3 separate regions of the Mus musculus genome follow, and all the other regions are linked to region 3. Evidence: chromatin contacts called from public HiChIP or PLAC-seq data. All regions are on one chromosome and are shown on one strand. Each heading gives the region's core, a stretch centred on a gene start, on an enhancer-like site or on the middle of the called end of the contact. The rest is flanking DNA. Distances are from core to core; before and after follow the strand shown. Region 1 overlaps Cask (calcium/calmodulin-dependent serine protein kinase (MAGUK family)). Region 2 overlaps Cask (calcium/calmodulin-dependent serine protein kinase (MAGUK family)). Region 3 overlaps 2010308F09Rik (RIKEN cDNA 2010308F09 gene).

Region 1 (2,700 bases), core at 68-2,567, 360 kb after region 3:
GTAGCACCCAGATAGCATCACTGAAAAAGTCCTTTACAGATATTTACCATGGCCATTTAAAATATACACTGCTAGATATAGCTGTCTCTTGTGAGACTATGCCGGGGCCTAGCAAACACAGAAGTGGATGCTCACAGTCAGCTATTGGATGGATCACAGGGCCCCCAATGGAGGAGCTAGAGAAAGTAACCAAGGAGCTAAAGGGATCTGCAACCCTATAGGTGGAACAACAATATGAAGTAACCAGTACCCCCAGAGCTCATGTCTCTAGCTGCATATGTAGCAGAAGATGGCCTAGTCGGCCATCAGTGGAAAGAGAGGCCCATTGGTCGTGCAAACTTTATATGCCCCAGTACAGGGGAACGCCAGGGCCAAGAAGTGGGAGTGGGTGGGTGGGGGAGTGGGTGGGGGAACTTGTGGGGGACTTTTGGGATAACATTGGAAATGTAAATGAAATAAATACCTAATTAAAAAAAGAAATAAAAAAAATCGCCTTCCAACCCAAAGTTATCAAAAAAAATAAATAAAATATATACTGCTTAGAAGATCATGACGTACCCAGAATTAAAGAGACGAAAAAAGAATGTAACAAAGTGAGACTGCAGGAAAGGAAAGCGAAGAAGAAATGTTCAATTGGAAACAATTAATATGAAATCCTGAAGGCAGCCTACAAGACGGTGGAAGGTTTTGTTGTTGTTGTTGCTGTTTGTTTGCTTGTTTAAAAACATAGATTTACACTAAAGGAACTGTTTCAATCAAATCATTTAAAAAATATACTAAAGAGGACCAGGTGATAAAATATATTTAATATAAGCAAGCATGTTTACAAATATAATTTCTTTTTGTAAAGAAAAATTTCAATTCTTCCAGGAAAAGAACACTTAAGGTGCTATTAAGTTGTCAGTGGGCAGAGGAAAATATTAATTAAAGGCAAATTCTCAAGATTAAGGACTATACTGTTTTCTAGGCTCATTTCAAAAATGAAAGTGATAGTCGTTGACCATAAATCCTGAAGAGATAATTTATTCTAAATATAGTAAAGCTGTGCCTCTTTCATGTCATCACAGATACAAAATAAAAATTATGCCTGGATCCATGTTCCCTAAATAGGGCCAACTGTAATCTATGCTGAAAGCCAGAGGGAGATGTTCAACTTCTAAAAATGGTCCAGGGGATGGGAACAACATATAGTAGGAAGAAAAGAAGGGCAGAGATGAAGTGATCCAGAGGACGTGGCCAGTCACAACCATGCCACAGCACAAGAGGAAGCCCAGTCACTTCTCTAAGTTTCTGAATATGTTTGGAAATCACCTTTGCTCAAAAGAGGAAGAGTCATATCCCGATTTGTAAAAGACAAAAGGAGGAAGCACACACCTGCTGGACTAGGAAACTCAGTCTGGTCATTTGCATATGGTATAGGTACATACTGATTGGCAAGAGCTTTTGAATCTGTATGTGCATGAGAAGAGGGCAGAAGCTAAGCACTGACAGACAATTCCAGACCCTCCAGGGAAAAGCACTCTTCTACTGCTGACTGTAGGACATACTACTCATGCTGTAGGACGAGTCCTGAGTCAAGTTTCTAATGCTCATACGCAAATATTAAAGAAGCCAGTTTAAAGAAGAATAGAAAAAAAATCAAATCAGAGGGGAAAATTCCACCACATAAAATTTTCGTCTCTAACAGAAGTAAAGCTGAGGCCAGATGACATATGAGTCAGGAGCTAAGTAAATAAACAAAAGAGAGCTAAGTAAATAAACAAAGCAGGACATTAGAAGGTTTTGCAGTGGGAGAAGATGATCATCGAGATCCAGTGAATCTAACTACAACAATAGAGGGAAGGAAATGCAGTTCAGAGTTTGGACTGTACAAAGGGGAAGAAGTATTGAGGTAAAAAAGAAACTGGCATAATGTTGGTTTGGGAGCATTCAGAGAGGACAGTTTTGGTATTCAAATAAAGAGGAACCAGACATATGTAAGTATGATTTTGTGGGTGACAAACTTCCTTAGAATCTCTCAGAGGACTTGACTAAATAGTCCCACAAAGACTATTCAGAATGGAAGAGAAAAGAGATGGCAAGTGATTCCCACTGGTGAAGAGCAAATTACCCAGTTACCTGAGGAGGTAGGGTCTTCGGAGAAATCTGGCAACTCTTCAGGAGGGTCCCCATAGAAGGAATTGAATTTGTGACTTGACACAGCAGCTAGTACTGCACCCTGCAGGAGAAGATGAAAAAGTACACAATTACAACAAACATGCAAACATAAGGCATTACTAATTGTTATTCTAAGCTTAAGGATTAGTCAGAAAGTGACATTTGTAAGTCACGTTGGCTAGAAGAGAGGGTGGGGGGGGGTGTCACAAAACAACTTCGGAATACTTGACATGAATTCCATATGCAGAATGAAGTGTATAAACTAATTACATTTTGGACTTGCACATATATTAAATGGTACAAAATTCTGTCATAAAATGATGCTGTAGAAGGTTATTTAATGAAATAGGAAGATTCTTGTAATAAATCATATTTTTTAAAAGGTTTCAAAACAGTGCATATTCTGATTTCTTTTTTTGGAAAAATAGTTAACAATTATAAACTAATAAGCATATATCAGCATGTTAACAATGGTATCATTGAGGATTATGAGTTTCTCATTTTTCTCCCTGCTTTCTTTGTGTAACAATGACTATGTTACTC
Region 2 (2,700 bases), core at 5-2,504, 430 kb after region 3:
TTTAAAAGGTGATATGCAAAGAGGTATGCAGTTTCTCTTCAGATTGCTCATTCTGGCAGGAAATGGAAGCTATATTAAATTATACATTGAGCTTATTTAATATATTTGTCTTTGTATGATTTCTATAAATCATGTTGAATTTTTCAAAGTATTAAAGAGTTGGTTATTTGATATTATAGAAAAATATTTTATAAAGTATAACTTCCTAAATCTATCCTAATTTTAAAGTTTGTATTTTAGAAATCTCAAATAATATTTTAACTATAGAAAACAGGAATGATTCCCTTTTCTTCCTTCCTCATGCACTCTTTCCTTAAGGCAATTGTGAAATTATAAACCAGGAATTTAAACCATTAAGACTGGGCAAACAAAATTTAAGATGCACCATTTAATCTGAAGCAACTCTGTCTTCCCTGGGTAGGAGAGGAAGATGGCCCTTGGTTCTGATTTGATGAGGACTTCCTTACAGCCTGTCAGGATGGGAGCTATGATAGATAAGTAGGTGAAAGGAAAGCCAGCAGGCACACAAAGGGAATTGCTGAGCATTTCAGTAGTGTGGCCTAAAGCTGGGGATTGCCATCTGGTCCCCCCTACCCCCTTTGATATCATTTCAAAAGTTACTAGAGACAGAAACATTTTATAACTGATGGAAAACCTATCTGGTTATATGACACATGCTCCCCTGGGCTCAGGTGAGGAGTATTGGAAGGAACTATTTCCAATAAGCAAAAGAAATATTCATCCTTTAAAAATTTGTGAGAAATTTTTTAGAGTCCAATGATTAAGAGCCTATAATCAGATAAAATGTGGGTAAGATGCTCAAGGACCTTAAAGTCATTCTCAAGTACTAATTATCAGTGAGCTGTTTATAATAAAGACAGAAAGGAATGGGTCTGGATGGGAGAGGAGATGGGAAAGAACTGGGAGTATGGGGAGGAAAAACCATAATCAGAATATATTGTGATGAAAAATATTTTCAATTAAAAAAGAATTAAATGTGAGTTGGTTTTGATGAGAAGTAATTCTTTAAAACTATAACACAGGGACTTTTGGAATTGTGGTAGTTGGTATAAAAGAAATGCCAGTGAGGGAGCACAAGAGGAAGGAACACTACATGAGATCCACACTGCTGCGGCCACCATTGTTTACTGTAACTGTGGAGAATGCACATTTATAAGAAAGTCAGGCACTTAGCAGGTGAAAGGAGAACTGAGACCAGAAAGGGTCCAAAGAGCAGTCAGGCGTGATGACAAAGGCTACAAAGGAAACCATTGAGGAAGCACACCCAGAAACCTTGAGGTAGGAGGCCTTAGATGGAGTGTATATGCACCTGAGGCTAGCAGTTTTGAGAACTAAATACTGAGCTCTCAAACCTCCTGGGCCAGGCCCCACTCAGAATGGAAAGTAATTGTGTTTGGCCAGCAGTCTGTACGCCAAACTGCTTTACTTTGTCTTCAATTACTAAAGTTGTACCAGAGTGAGAGAGAAACAGAGGGCTGAAGTGTGCTGTGTCTCTGCAAACCCAGGCGATGCTTTGGGGTTCAGGGGAGCTGAGAGTCAAGAGTCAGCCAAGGAGCTAGAAGCTGTACTGACCTTGTCAATGGTCTGATTCTATCCAAAGTTCTCTGGAGTCAGGGGTGAGAGGACAAAGGGGGATCACTTCATCATAATGGAAATTTCCCCAACTTTTTACAAGATAAAGAAAGGGAAGAAGATGGATGAAAAAAAGAATATACATACCTCAATTAATGTCTACAAGGAGGTAAACCGCAATATAATATTACAACAATGGGTGTTATCTGAGGGCAGTTTTATGCCTCAGGAGACGTTTTTGGTTGCCACAACTTGGAGGGTTGGAGATATTATACTGGCATTTACTGGGCAAAGGTCAGGGTACTGTTTAGGCATATTAAAACATCTTAGACAGCTTCCCAAAACTAAGTGTCAAACCCCAATCTCAATAGTAGACTGCTGCGAGATCCTACATCATCATGACACGGCTCCCTAAACTGCAAAGACTCACCATTTTAAAAAGTGCAATTTCTTGAGAAATTGCTTCTCCAATGCCAGCAGTTTCCACTGTGGCTTCGTGGTACTATGTACTCAAATCTAACCAAAACACCTCGTTCAACTTCATTATTATGATTTCAAAAGGAAACAGATACCAAGCAGAAGAAAAATGTAATTAATCAACATAAAAATCTGCTTTTAGGTAATCTGGTAAGGCAGGAAAGGGGAAGGGGAGAAGAAAGGAAGAGGGAAAGGAAAGAGAGGGGGAGAGAGAGAGAATGCAAACATATAATTGTTAGCTAGACGAGACAAATTAAACTGAAGATTCCCTCATGAAAGTGGAGTATTGTCATGGCCTTCTATTTTCTTAACTAATTAAAAGGAAGTAAACAAAGATTAACATAACAAAACAAGTGACATTTTAAATAATTAGTCATGTGAAATATATTGGTATTATATGTGAGGGGTGAAGTTGGGGGATTTCTGGATATATATGGATGTCCTGAGACCTAACAGCTATGAAGGTTTTACAATGACTGGCAAGCAGGATTACCCACTAGAATAAACACCGGAATCACACTAAATTTAGGTAAGTTACTAAAGTCCTATTAAGAAATTCTGTTGCCACAACCTTCTAAATACAGCTACAATCTAACTGTTCTTTTCTTTTCCTTTCTCCTCTCCTCTCCC
Region 3 (2,700 bases), core at 54-2,553:
CTTGCCAATGTTTCCTGGCTCCTGGAACTGGTCTAACTGCCCTTTCTAATGCTGACACTCTTCAATACATTCTTCACGTTGTGGTGACCAAGAAGTATAACATTATTTTTGTTGCCGCTTCATAACTGCAAATTTGCTACCGTTATGAATTGTAGTGTAAGCATCTGTGTTTTCCGATACTCTTGGACGACTCTTATAAAAGGGTCTCCAAAGGGGTCTCCCCCCCCCCCCCAGGTTGAGAACAACTTCAAAAGCCCTGCAGCTTGTTTGTGTCTGCAGCTGTGCTTTACACATTAGCATGCAGCTCACCTCACTTGCCTTAGTCTCACTTCTGGGCTCAGTGGAGGCACCCTTCCCTTGCAGAGTGCCCTTGCCTCTGGCATTCTTGCTAGCTCTAAGTTCCACACCGGGCGGTGATTTATGGATGGCCAATTCCTTAGGATCCTGTGAGTCTGGCCAAGTAATTTGGATTCAGTGCGAGGGGGACATTTTAAGCCAGGCAATGACAAAACCAGGCAGTATTTTCTGCAGACTTATATTTCCTGTCGGAGAAAGAACTAAATTAAATGTCCTTTACAAGCCGTGAGACCCCTGGCTTCCTCCCTGTAACTGGTAAACCCTTCCTACCTTATCGGTAAAGGGACAATATGCTTATTTAGGCTGGCATTCCAAAGCATGGCCAGGAAGTCATCCCCGCAGCCCCAGCACCACAAGATGGATGGCAGGCAGCACCGCGGGGAGGAAAGCGGTACTTAGAAGACATTGGAAAAGCACATGCGATCGCTGTGAGCAATCTGCTGGCGAATTTGGAAAATTAGATGAAAGGGACAATCTTCTGGGTGTAAAATAACAGCACTAAGAAACAGAATATCAAGGGCCAGCCAGATATTTCAGTGGATAAAGCTCTCATAGTGCAAACGACGACCTGAAACCGACATAAAGGAGAAAGCCGACTGCACAAAGCTGTGTTCTTTGATCTCCACATGCCCTCCCCCACCCACTCCCTCATCACGCAGGAAAAGAGACACACGAGCTTTTTTTTTTTTTTTAAATTAAAAGAAAGAAATGGAGTAACAAGCCAGGCATGGCGGTACATGCCTGTAATTCGAGCACTCAGACGCAAAGGCAGGCAGGAGGAACACGAGTTTGAGCCTAGCCTGGCCTATATAGTGAGATCTTGTTTTAGCCTTCTCACCATCCTGTCCAGCTTTGTCTCCAGCTAAGATCTTGCTCGACTTTGCTACCCACCACTTTTCCTGTGCAGCTGCCGCTGCCGCTGCGGCGCGGCAGAGTATCCCAGGGTGCCTCTCCTGCCCAGTTCATTTTGATGGCGCTATTAGAACCTACATATGCAAACGAGACACAGTAACAAGATCAGAAAGAAAGTGGTTGAACTCCCTTGAAAGTATAAAGCCAAAAATCCTAAGTATATCAGGAAGTTGTGTTCAGGAGCCGGCAACACGCCGAAACTCTTAAGATGGAGTCGAGGAGATGCTGGGACGCAGGGTCTAGTCCTGAGTTCCTGGTGAGATCAGGCTGAGTCTACACGCAGAAACCATGTCCCTGCCTGGCTTTTCCCGCCTCCAACAGTCTGCTGAGAGTCCTCCCTCAGTCACTCAGGCAGAACTCAGATCCAGGGCTGTGCAGTGGGGGAGGGATTTGTGCCCCCCTTGGGGGAATGTTGGGGGCAGGGGTGGAGCTGCGCACATGCGCACACTCATGCCCTTTGTTCCTCTCGATCCTCAAGTCTCAGAACACAGTAGTGATTATGGGTTTATTTCTCCCCAAGGCGGAGACCAAGTCTCATAAATATTTCTTTCCTCTCTCCAGCCTGAAACGGATGAGGCCAAAAAGATTCTGGCTTGAAGGAACTCCTGGAGAGGATTTGCAACTGCTGGAGCTACTGGGTACAAAGAAAGCCTTTTGGAATCTTGGTTTAAGCTGTGTAGGAAAACGAAAAACATGACCTAGTTAGTTTCCTTGGGTTGTCACATGCCAGCTAAGCCACTAGAATGCAGACTGGGATCTCTCTGATGGATTGCTGCTTGAATGTTAAAGTAATCTCTGAGCTGTTTTAGGAAAGGGTATGGCCACTCTCAGCCAGTGGGAGAGAGTGCTGCTGGAGCTGACTCCACGGCCATCCGGAGTCATTAAGGTTAGGACTATGGGGACATTGCTCTAGGGTTGCCTGTAGATTAGAGGGCAGAGCCTCATACAGAGAACCAGGAAGGCACTAAGTAAAACAGAAGACGAAGCTGGGTGTGGTGGCGCACACTTGTAATCCTAACACCGAGAAAGGAGAGTTTGAGTTCTATGCTAGCCTTATTAAAAACGCGCCACTAAAAAGGAGGAAGACAGAAGGCTGCCCACAGAGTGAAGGGTAGGGGCAAGGTGGGCAAGAGTAAGAGTGCTAGTTTTTAAGGATGTAACCGGATCCGGATGCTGTTTATGTCTGACCGGTAAATAATGAAGACACTGTTCCCATTCAAGTCCATTCAGTTGGGACGGTGAGACGGTGAGATGGCTCAGCCTGTAAAGGTGTTATTTGCTGCCAAGCTCAACTGCTTCACTTTGATTCTCAGGACTCACATGGTGGAAGGAGAGAACCAACTGACTTCTGTAAATTATCCTGGATGCCTTACTTGCTCTCTCTCTCTCTCTCTCTCTCTCTCTCTCTCTCTCTCACACACACACACACAC

The links. HiChIP or PLAC-seq counts read pairs in DNA pulled down with a chosen protein or histone mark.
Region 1: a contact with region 3 is called in an H3K4me3 HiChIP or PLAC-seq map of bone marrow-derived macrophages, with 3 times the contacts expected there. The contact joins two enhancer-like sites. A contact is called at or near these places in 1 of 484 Hi-C or Micro-C datasets (embryonic fibroblasts) and 7 of 115 datasets of contacts at active chromatin or transcription factors (the 230-238 cell line, astrocytes, bone marrow-derived macrophages and 3 more).
Region 2: an H3K4me3 HiChIP or PLAC-seq map of the 230-238 cell line shows a contact between it and region 3, with 13 read pairs. The contact joins two enhancer-like sites. A contact is called at or near these places in 5 of 39 promoter capture datasets (the HPC-7 cell line, hematopoietic stem and progenitor cells, macrophages and 2 more), 5 of 484 Hi-C or Micro-C datasets (the C10 cell line, the HPC-7 cell line, bone marrow-derived macrophages and 2 more), 13 of 115 datasets of contacts at active chromatin or transcription factors (the 230-238 cell line, the NIH/3T3 cell line, the SCID.adh cell line and 9 more) and 4 of 9 other capture datasets (adipose tissue, liver, macrophages and 1 more).

What each region holds. Positions count from the first base shown.
Region 1 is chrX:13,598,239-13,600,938 of GRCm38.p6, forward strand. It overlaps Cask (calcium/calmodulin-dependent serine protein kinase (MAGUK family)), which reads right to left. Exons shown (of 27, transcript NM_001284503.1): 10 at 2,119-2,218. Among named protein-coding and RNA genes, the nearest start is that of Gm34836, 30 kb to the left of the region's middle. Within about 2 kb of position 1,318, at least 41 of the 459 cell types and tissues checked have an H3K27ac peak or open chromatin away from gene starts, as enhancers often do. A contact at or near this core is called in bone marrow-derived macrophages, where this site is marked.
Region 2 is chrX:13,669,242-13,671,941 of GRCm38.p6, forward strand. All of the region lies in intron 5 of Cask (calcium/calmodulin-dependent serine protein kinase (MAGUK family)), which reads right to left. Among named protein-coding and RNA genes, the nearest start is that of Gpr82, 9.2 kb to the left of the region's middle. Within about 2 kb of position 1,255, at least 22 of the 459 cell types and tissues checked have an H3K27ac peak or open chromatin away from gene starts, as enhancers often do. A contact at or near this core is called in the 230-238 cell line and the SCID.adh cell line, where this site is marked.
Region 3 is chrX:13,241,253-13,243,952 of GRCm38.p6, forward strand. All of the region lies in intron 1 of 2010308F09Rik (RIKEN cDNA 2010308F09 gene), which reads right to left. Among named protein-coding and RNA genes, the nearest start is that of 2010308F09Rik, 5.1 kb to the right of the region's middle. RefSeq lists an enhancer at 1-2,700. Within about 2 kb of position 1,304, at least 363 of the 459 cell types and tissues checked have an H3K27ac peak or open chromatin away from gene starts, as enhancers often do. A contact at or near this core is called in the 230-238 cell line, the SCID.adh cell line and bone marrow-derived macrophages, where this site is marked.